Linked DNA regions of Lactuca sativa: region 1 is linked to region 2. The links are chromatin contacts, called in public Hi-C maps. All regions are on one chromosome and are shown on one strand. Each heading gives the region's core, a stretch centred on a gene start, on an enhancer-like site or on the middle of the called end of the contact. The rest is flanking DNA. Distances are from core to core; before and after follow the strand shown.

Region 1 (5,271 bases), core at 1,434-3,933, 730 kb before region 2:
AATGGATCATCACCAGACATGGTTTTTTGTTGTCTTTTTTGGGGATTCTGATTCCGATTCCTTTCCATGGAAAACATATCTTCATTGGATTCCTTTCCATCTTCTGCAGCTCCTTTGAGTATAAAACTTTGAAATGCATCCCAATGGCCATTATCAGATTCGGTTTCTTTTTTACCTTTTCTCTTTGGAGATCTTAAGGTTTTCTTATTTGCAATTGCATTACTCTTGGGATCAGTGTCAGAAGCTGACTCATCATCTTCTGAGGAATCTTGTCTTTTTGAGTTGATGAAGTTAATATTACGAATAACCACCTTCCCTGATTTCATTTTTCCTGTATTTTTATGTTGTTCTGAACTTTCTTCAGAATCAAAGTTATCCATGGATTGCCTCTTTTGTTCAATTCTATGGGGATCCTCCATTGGAGGGTAAGGTGGAGGGTAAAATGGACCATTTCCTGGATAATGTTGATAGTAGGGCATTCCTTGCATATGATATGCTTGATAACCAGGGGAAGAATGCATTGACCATGGAGGAAAAGCTGGATGGGGAAATTGTCCTGTATGATATTGTTGTTGACCAGCTGGATTTGGTCAACCATATCACAAAAAAGTATAGAATATTAACATCAAAATGATAAAGATCAATTGGTTTATAAATCCTTACCTGCATTTGGATCACTGGATGTTTTTTCTTTAGTTTCTGGAGTTGTAGCCTCACTTCTGAGTTCATTATTATGACTTGAAAGCACAATTCCAGATGCATTTATGGCAGAATAATCTGATCTGGTGGAAATTGCATCTTCTGGTTCTATTTCAACCCATTGTCCTGAATCATGTTTCTGCTTCCATAAATCCATGTACCTCAAACAAGCACTCCTATTGTATATGAACCAAAAAAAAGTCAAAAGAATCTGCCAGGTTGTCAATTTTTTAAAAAAAAAATGTTAAAAATATAATCTACTTACATTAGACGTGATGCACCGAAACATTCAGCAAAAGATAACAAATTTGCCACATGGTCAATTTCAAATCCAGCAGCTACAGCACGTGCAAAAGCCATGCCTTGTTCTTTCTTCAGCACTGTTTTGCGTGTCTCAAGAACATTTAAGAGCTGGACTCTGAATGTTATACATGTGAATAAGAATTTAGTAGTTTTACATATAATCCTGTTTTTATATATAAATTGGGAAGTATTCGGTTTTCACACTGAATCAATTCAAGAAAGGAAGCACCAATACTTTGAATTTCCCTCCTTGCCACTGGAACTGCTAGTCTCCTGAACACCAGGCTGCCAAAAGGGGAAAAAGGAAAAAGGTAGTTAATAAAAAAAATGATAAGATACATGAGAAAATGAGTACATTGGTGATTTGTTTGTTACCTTATAAAGGACAATTGCCTTATCCTCATCAGTATCATGTCCAGGTTTGTTACCTTCATTGACTGACATTGCTAGAGGCTTTACATGTTGGTCTTCTATCTGCAATGATGAAAGCTTGAATTAAGAACAAATAATTCCGAAATATGATATAGTTAAATGTATATATGGTCATAAGGCTCACCATAATATCATTGTTTCCTTGAATGGCAATTGCTTCTTCTATCTGTAGGATTTCAGATTCTATAGTGTAGACACGTTCAAGAATCTCCGGGGTGCTCACAAAGCGAACAAAACTATAATCAACAAAGATATTAGGTTATCTTTTTTCCTTTTCTTCAATCTTCTCTACTAGTTTTAATAGGTTTTTACCAAAATGACTAATGCAAAAAACATTAAAGAACCAAGAATAAATAATACAGACCTTTCAACTGTACACTTTGTAAACCATGTTGCATTACTGCCAGATTCTGGTTGAAGCAAAACTGAATAACCACCTTCTGCAATCTGATCCTGAGCTGTCTTTAGGTGCGCAATAAAAGGGTTCAGCAAACCAGAAGCGATCTTCTCTTTCTTATCATTTGCGATGATGTATAAATCACACCTGGTAGTTTTGCAGGAGTAACGTTTAAATTCAAATTTCAATGCGAGCATTTCTCAATCCTTTTGATACTCATGCTAAACTATCCTTCTATTGCATTGGATGATGGTATCTGCTTATTTGTTTTCTAGGTTTTAAATGCTTCAACAGTGACGAAATAAATAACAATGATAAATCGAGCATACATCACACAAATTTGTCCACATTCATAGTAGGTCAAATGCCTGTGGAATAAGTTCTAACAGAAGTAACACTCGAACATCACGGAATTAAATGTTAACATATATGAAGTACAGCCACAGGACAAAGTGCAGTTCGGAGCTTAGCACATACAATAACCAAAAAACGCGTACAAACTTACCTTGTTCTTGTTGGCGTGAGTTGAAATACGGCGGAGTCCAAACGAGTCTTCGACTTCATTTTTGCTTGAAAATCCGATCAGATAGAAAGAAAAGCTGTAGACATCGATCTTTTCTGGACCTTGTAATTGTCAATATTTTGAGACATTCAAATCAACATTTGGACAAATCTGATAAGAAAAAAGAAGCAGAAAGTCGAATTGAAGTTTGATGAGCGAGCTACTGTTGCAGAGCTAAAGCAGAAACTTAAAAGATCCTTTAATGGCTGCTGCATTGAGAAAGAAAGAGAGAGAGAGACCGGAGAGCATCCAAAGTGCCTTTTTTTTTTTTCTCTCTCGACTGCTTCCTGCAAAACGTTATACCTACACCCCCCTATATGTTGGCGTATTCTCCAGTAAGAACCCTCAATATATCAAATTTGACTGAATATTAAAAAATACTCCCAAATTAATTATCTATATTTGACTTTTCAAAGTATTTATTTTTTAACTTTAATCTCAAATATTTTTCTTTTTGATATATAATACTTGATGCAAAATATATGAATGAATTGTATTTTAAATTTTTTTTATTGTTATAAGTTTCATCAAATACTATTTAACACAAATAAAAATATTTAAGATCAAAGTTAAAGAAAAATATTTCAAAAATAAAAATAGTCAATTAATTTGGGACGGAAAGAGTATAAATTACCAGAAAAGTTAAAAGACTAATATCAGAATTGTGTTTTTTAATTTTTTTTATTTGATCATTTTAGTTTTTTTTTCCTTCAAAAAAGCCTGTTTAATATGAGGATTTTTAAACAAAAAGTTTTGAATTTTTCAGAAAAAAATAAAAAGTGGAAGGTTTTATCGAAAAAATAAAAATAAAATATTAAGATTTTTTCAAAAGAAAATGAAAAATACATTGTAAAACACAATACATAACTTTTTCTATTATATTAGCAAAAGAATAATAATAATAATATACGTCAACTTATTACATCATAAAAAAATGAACAGCCCAACGATTTGGTTTAAATTAGATAATTTTTAAATCTAATTTAAATTTTAAACCAAAATGATTTCTAGAAAGATTGATTGACTATAATGGACGGGGGACTTTTATGACATTTGACTAAAAGTAAAGGGGGCAACGGTGGTGAACAAACAAAGAAAAGGGAGCAGGATATAAAATTACAGAAGCCGACACGTGGTTGACATTATGCGCCAAACTTTTTTATGGGAAGTTGTGATATCAGAAGAGTTTTGGGTTTTACTGCACAAATCCTTTTAACAAAAAGATGATAATAAGAATCTCTAATTTTACATTAAAAGATTTTATGTTATTTTTTCTAATGCGACAAAAAACTATACTGCTATGTGCATTAGTAATCCGTAGTGTACATATATAACAAAAGAAAAATTAGAAAATAATGGTCAATTACATGATCAGTTTATATTACATGGAAACTATAATTATAAAAATAATTAAATTTTGTAGTAAAATTTATAATTATTAATTAATTATTTTAAATAAATTATTAATTAAACATGATTTTATTGAATTTTTAATATAGAAATATAATTAATTATCGACAATTATAAACGAAACTTATTATATACGAATTTAAATTTCTTTTAAAAATTAGAAATCAAATAAATAATTGTCTAACTTATTATCAATATCAATATATTTTAAAAACTAAAAAATGATGGAAAAATATGAAGTATTATTTTATAGAGCATTTGAAAAAAAAATGTATATCACGAAAAACTGACAAAGATACTAATAATTATTATTTTATTATTATAGGAAATTTAGTTTTTTTTTTGTAAGTTTTAACCATTTTCAATAAAACAAAAATGATATCTTGTTATCTTATTAATAATAATAATAATAATAATACCCCAAATTTCTGATTATGTTTTCTTCAAATAGAATTTAACATTATATAACTCATAAAACTATTCGTTGTTAAAAATTGGATTATTTCGGATTGATAATAAATTAATAAAAACTAAAATGGTTGATCGTACTACAAGTGAATAAAAAAAAACTATTTTATAATAAAATGTCGGTTTGCTAATGAACATAATTTTTATGAAGCACCAACCTCACCCACCAGGTTGTGGCTACAAAGAGACTTGTTTTTAACAAATGTGGTATTATGAATAATTTATATAAATTGTAGTTATATTTAATAAGCATAATTAAGAGATTTTATTAAAAATGTGAAAATAAATTTGCATAAGATGTTCTTTAAAAGAACAAATTGGGAATTTTTTTTTTGGATATAATCTAAAATGTATTCAAATTATACAATTTGTCAAATTATTAAGGGGAGGAATTTCCTCCCGTAAAAATACTTTCACAAATTAGATGAACTTCTTAAATTTATATTTTACGAAACAAAGTTTATATTTGAATATTGCTGTGATTTTTTAATAAAATATGGCAAATAAAATCAGATAATGCTTAATTTATATAAAAAAAATGTGAAGTACATGAATGTCAGTCGGTTGGTGCTAAACTGCGCCGGGGCCGAATTTTGTGTGCTTGGGCCACAAAAAAACATGACAGCTGGGGTATTTGTCGAGACAAAATCTACCCAACGGTCAAATTGAATTCCTACATGCATCTCGGTCTCACAAAAAAACAATATTTTTCCTTTTTCAAATATTGTTTTCTTTTTAATTATAAAAGTTGACTATAATCTTTAAAGAAAATCCTACAAATATAAATATTTCAAATGTTTACTGATCATTAAACGCGAATTCGATTAAGATGAAAAGTTAAGTTTTTTTCCTTGAACGACAAATAATATTATTAAAAAGAAAAGACGGCTAAATGAGAAGCTCGAACCATGTTACAAAAAAAACACTCTGAGATGGGAGACATGCTCCAGCTAGCCCAATCTATTTTATAAAGATTAGTTTATTTTTGACGTATTAACTA
Region 2 (5,059 bases), core at 2,286-4,785:
TTTTTGTAAATCTTCTTTGAAACACGGGGATCATGTAGGGAAATCAGGAACCATTTTGTAATTTTGTGAAATATATGGACCATTATGTTATTTTGCTATTAGGTAGTACCTTTTTCTGTAAATTTGTGTAGCAAAGGGACCATTGCTGTAATTTTACTATTAAACAAGGACAAATTCTATAAATTTGTGAAACATAGGGATTATTTCTGTATCTTTGTGAAACAAATGGACAATTTCTATAAATTCGCTGTTGGGAAGGGACCGTTTTTGTAACTTTGTGGAAAACAGGGACCATTTCTCTAAATTTGGTATTAGAAAGAGACCATTTTTGTAATTTAATATAGCACAAAGACCAATTATGCAATATTTCATTAAGCAGGAGCCATGTGTAAATATGCACACATAAGACCACTTGTATAATATTTCCATTAAACATAGACCATTTATGTAAATATGCTTGTGTTCCTAAATTGGCCTGTTAAATAATTATATAATGGAATTTTAAGGTTGCACTAAATAAGTTGGAATTAAAGAAAAAAAGCTGTTTTAGTTTTATACACATGGTTTTCTTCATTCCATATTTTTTGATGAGAAAGAGAAATCAGTAAAACGACATCGTTGTACTCCAAGCATATGTATCAGTTGGAGGATAAGTTGGCAAGTGTGAGTGCCAATACCTTCACCCCATTTTCTATATCTCCAGGGGACGCATACTCCTCAGGTTTATGACTATACCCTGCAATATTAATAATAAAACTTCAAATTCTAACAATAACAACAATATTCCCATATTTCCTATATTACCCTTCCTTCTTTTAAATTTTATCCACCACCACCAATTCCACAATTTTTTCAACTGGCACTGGTCCAATGCATGTCAAACACAGTGTATAAAGATATCGACAAGGGAGTGTACCTTTATAACATGGAATGAATATCATGCCCATGGGTGCTTTTCTGCAATCAAAATATATAATTGTTTTTTTTTTTCTAAAATTTGAAAATTGAAAATATAAAAGAATAAGTTAAAAAGAGATACCTGGCCATAAAGAGTGAATCATGATAAGCTCTACTAATCATCTTCTTACTACTCAAATTCAAGACTTGAGTAGCTGATTCCATTGCTTTAATCACCAACTCATTTGAAAGAGCAGGTGGATCTTGGTTCACAATTTTAAACCCTAAAAGCTCAACACCTCTCCTTTTCGATATCATCGCAGCAGATTCATGGATTTTTTCAATCACATTATTTCTTCGCTTTTCATCAATGTCTCGTGTATCTGAACACAGATTATAAATTTATTTTACCAATACTTTAAGTTTCTTATTAGTTTTTGAATAATAATAAGTGCACCTATTTCCATGTGTGCTTTGCTAGGGATGCTGTTGATTGCTCCAGGATGCAACTCCAGTATACCTTCAAAGATAATACAAAAACATCATTTTAACTTTTAAGGATAAATGATAATGAAAGTGATTTTGAAAAAAAAAAGATTACCAACAGTTCCAACAGTGTCTATGGATCCAGATTCAAGAACATGTTTTTCCACAGCTAGTGCCAGCTCAGCAGCAGCCAAACCTGCATCATTTCTTTTCCAAAATTGTGTATAAGACTCAAATATGTCATAATAATAATAAAAACAAAAGTTCTAAAGAATTGTTTATTTTATTACCTTTGAGGCATTAAAGCAGCTCCAGCATGACCTCCATTTCCTCCAAAATCAACTTTAATACTTGCAGGAGCAGCAATAGCAGTCACAATACCAATAGAAATTCCTTCATTTTCCAAAATAGGTCCTTGTTCTATATGAAGTTCTACAAAAGCTGAATATCTTTTATCATCTAAAAACACAGTGGAAAAGTCATTGTTTTCTGCATATCCAGCAGATTTTGCAGCTTCCATGAAGGAAATATTCTGATTATCTACAGTCTGCTTAAGAGCTGTAGCAAGTGAGACACTTCCAGCTAATAATCGGCTGAAAAAAAAAATCAGATAAGTATCTCACAAGAAAAATAGAGATTAATTACTGAATTATCTTTCATTCTATAATCAAACTTGCTAAAAAGTACAAACCTTCCTAAACAACTGATGCCATATCTTGTAGGCTCTTCTGAGGTAAACATGATTACTTCTAAAGACCTTTTAGGCTTAAATCCATATCTGTAAATTCCAAACATCAAGATAAAACAAGACTTTAGGTGACAAAAAAAACACAAAAAGTGCAATAAACTCAAAAGATTTAAACACCTCTTTAGTACATTAATGGCTTCAATGGCACCCAATACACCAACTACCCCATCATATTTCCCAGAATATGGAATAGCATCGATGTGAGATCCTGTTGAAACAGCAGATAGATCTGGTTCACTCCCTTCCCTGTAGTGTATAGAATCAAACAAGATCAAAAGTCAACTTTCAGAGGTTCACTTTAGTACAAAATATTTCTATGTTATAAACTAAAAGTAGTACAAGATATTGTTTAAGGCATACAAATAAACTCACCACTGACCAAATATATTGCCAACAGCATCTTCTCTCACAGAAAGACCAGCTTCTTTCATCAACTTCTTGATGAACCTAAATGGAAATTGACAAAAAAGATTCAAGAAAAAATAAACAGATTTGTGTTTCTTCAACAGACTAACCACTTTTTTGCAGTTAATATATAGATTGATCATTATAGAATATAGAAGATGTTCCTTTTCAATCAAAACTATAACTAATTTCATAAGAAGATCATGAACAATTCCATAGGGCGATTATCGTTTTTAAGGCGTAATTCTAATGATCATAATCGATTACATACCTTCTAGCCAGTACATCATTTTCGCTGTACAAGATCCTTGTTACTGAAGGGGCTGGTGAATCCGAGAAACTCGAAAGTTCATCGATCTGTTTTCAATTTTAACAATATAAGTAACTCATTTGATCATCAAAACTCGAATTTGGAGTTTACTGGGATGCGGAGTGCAGTTGATGCTTGAAAAGAACGATTATCATTCCTACTGCTACTACTACTACGAATTCAGTTCGGCATAAGTAAAATATCTATGATGAATAGAAGCAGAAAACGACTGGATTATGAAACTGAATGATACACCACCTGTTTCTGAAGATTTACAGAATCCACCGCGAAGGAAGAGACGGAGTCAATTTCATGAAGTGGATAACCGGAGAATTCCTCCATTGTTTTGATTGTTGAGTCCATTTCATCAACATTTTGAGCTTGTACGCAAGCGATGAAGGTAACGAAAAGAACATAGAGCATGAGACGGAATCTGAAAACCATCATTATCCTTGTTCGATTGGGATTGTTGGGTTTAGAATTTTGATGAGTTTAGAGTGAATAATTTAGTCACGGAGTGGAGAGATGAATCCGACTCCATTAATCAAAGGGGTTTATCGCATGTGGAGCAGATGATGACAAAGGACAAACAACTTTGCCTCTAAAAGCTGGTATTTTCTTCAATAAAATATCTCCATTTAAATTTCCTAGGTGACCATGTGAACCAAAAGAAGTTAACATTCAAAGAAAAAAAATAATTCTATTGAAACTGTGAGCCAAACGAAGTTAACATTCAAAGAAGAAAAAATAATTGTACTGAAAATTGATAGGGATGATGGGATTCTTTAATGTATTTGATATATTTGATGGAAGTGATATTTTTTTATTATTTTATTTTTATTATATTTTTTTTTTCGATCTCTTCGTTTCCCTTCGAAAAATTTACAAGAAAACATTGAGGTTTATAAAGTTTTAGGGTTTCACACCGTTCTTTCTTTTTTGGTCGATTTTACCTCGTAATTTTCATGCAACATGTAATTTTCCCTTTTTGTGTTAACTGGCATGTTATCTCAATGCCTTATAAAATGAAATAAAAAGATCCGTGATGGGAGACTTGAACTTCTTTATGATTGTGTCATTTGTTGGTGTTTCTAACTCTGTTGTTGGTAGCAATAAATGCTTGTCGGGTTTGTGGTGGTGGGCATGCCTCTAATGCAATAAATGTTTGCCGATTCTATGGTGGTGCTCATGTCTTTGATGCTAATGATGTTTGTGATGTTGGTGATGAGAGATTTATCTCGTGATCGTATTGTAGTTGGTTATAAACATGTGAAAAATGCTTTGGTGATGGTGTGAAAGACGGTGATATGACAACCGGTAAATTAACTAAGTCAATCTAGGCCACGTTATGCGTCCAACACTTTATAAGCGTTCCTTCAAAGTGGGCTCTAACTTGGTATGGGCAACGGGTTGGACCTAGACCGAATCGACCTGAAGACCAAAAACCTGAAATTCTTGAATTACCTTGATCGATGGGTTTAGGTTGTGCCACTTCCGGTTTCGGGTATGTCGGTTTTGGGTCCCAAACCAAGCTTCAGTCCTTGTACTGAATTAGAACATTTGTTGGGCTTCATATAACTTGTTGGACTATTTTATTATTTGTTGGACAACTTTTACCATACATCACATTCATGTTATAAAATGACTATTATTTTATCAAAAAAATGAGTTAACTCTTTTTTATTATTTCTTTTACTTTCAATCATAAAACAGTCGTCACTTGCTAAAAAGAGCATGACAATAAATATCATTGTACGAAAAATAATAATAATTAAAATATCATCAATACCAAAATAATAATAATCAAAATATCATTGTACAAAAATAATAATAACCATGTACCAAGCCAATTATCATTATAGCAAAACAAATAATCTATGAAAAAAAAACAATTAAAATGTAATCGGCTTCTTTCCATTCATTTACCTTCTTTTTCATCCATGGATGCTTCAATCTCTATATAAAAAAAAAGGTAAAATGGATAACATTTTATTAACACTTAGCGACAAATACAAACTTTGGAGCCATGACACACCACGACGAACTTTTTAGAACTTTAAAAATCTTTTTAAATAATTATCAAGATGGAAATTTAAAAAAAAATATCAAAATAAGTAATTTATGTATTAACTATAACGTTAAATGTAACACTGCATCAATGACATATTTACTTTTTATTCGCACGACATATAATTAAATGATATGATTATAAT

Evidence for each region. A called contact is a pair of places that touch in the nucleus more often than the background predicts.
Region 1: a contact with region 2 is called in a Hi-C map of seed, with 5 times the contacts expected there. The contact joins the promoter of LOC111897285 here to the promoter of LOC111897274 in region 2. A contact is called at or near these places in 2 of 4 Hi-C or Micro-C datasets (leaf and seed).

The regions. Positions count from the first base shown.
Region 1 is chr5:186,739,116-186,744,386 of Lsat_Salinas_v11, reverse strand. LOC111897285 (COP1-interacting protein 7) reads right to left here and starts at 2,683. Exons shown (of 12, transcript XM_023893249.3): 1 at 2,337-2,683; 2 at 1,799-1,978; 3 at 1,559-1,670; 4 at 1,378-1,476; 5 at 1,238-1,287; 6 at 965-1,117; 7 at 664-875; 8 at 1-580. The coding sequence starts at 2,395.
Region 2 is chr5:186,007,366-186,012,424 of Lsat_Salinas_v11, reverse strand. It overlaps LOC111897274 (ureidoglycolate hydrolase), which reads right to left and starts at 3,535. Exons shown (of 11, transcript XM_023893236.3): 1 at 3,105-3,535; 2 at 2,808-2,893; 3 at 2,504-2,578; 4 at 2,249-2,377; 5 at 2,075-2,161; 6 at 1,674-1,976; 7 at 1,499-1,590; 8 at 1,355-1,417; 9 at 1,040-1,280; 10 at 917-957; 11 at 508-736. The coding sequence starts at 3,293. The coding sequence ends at 639.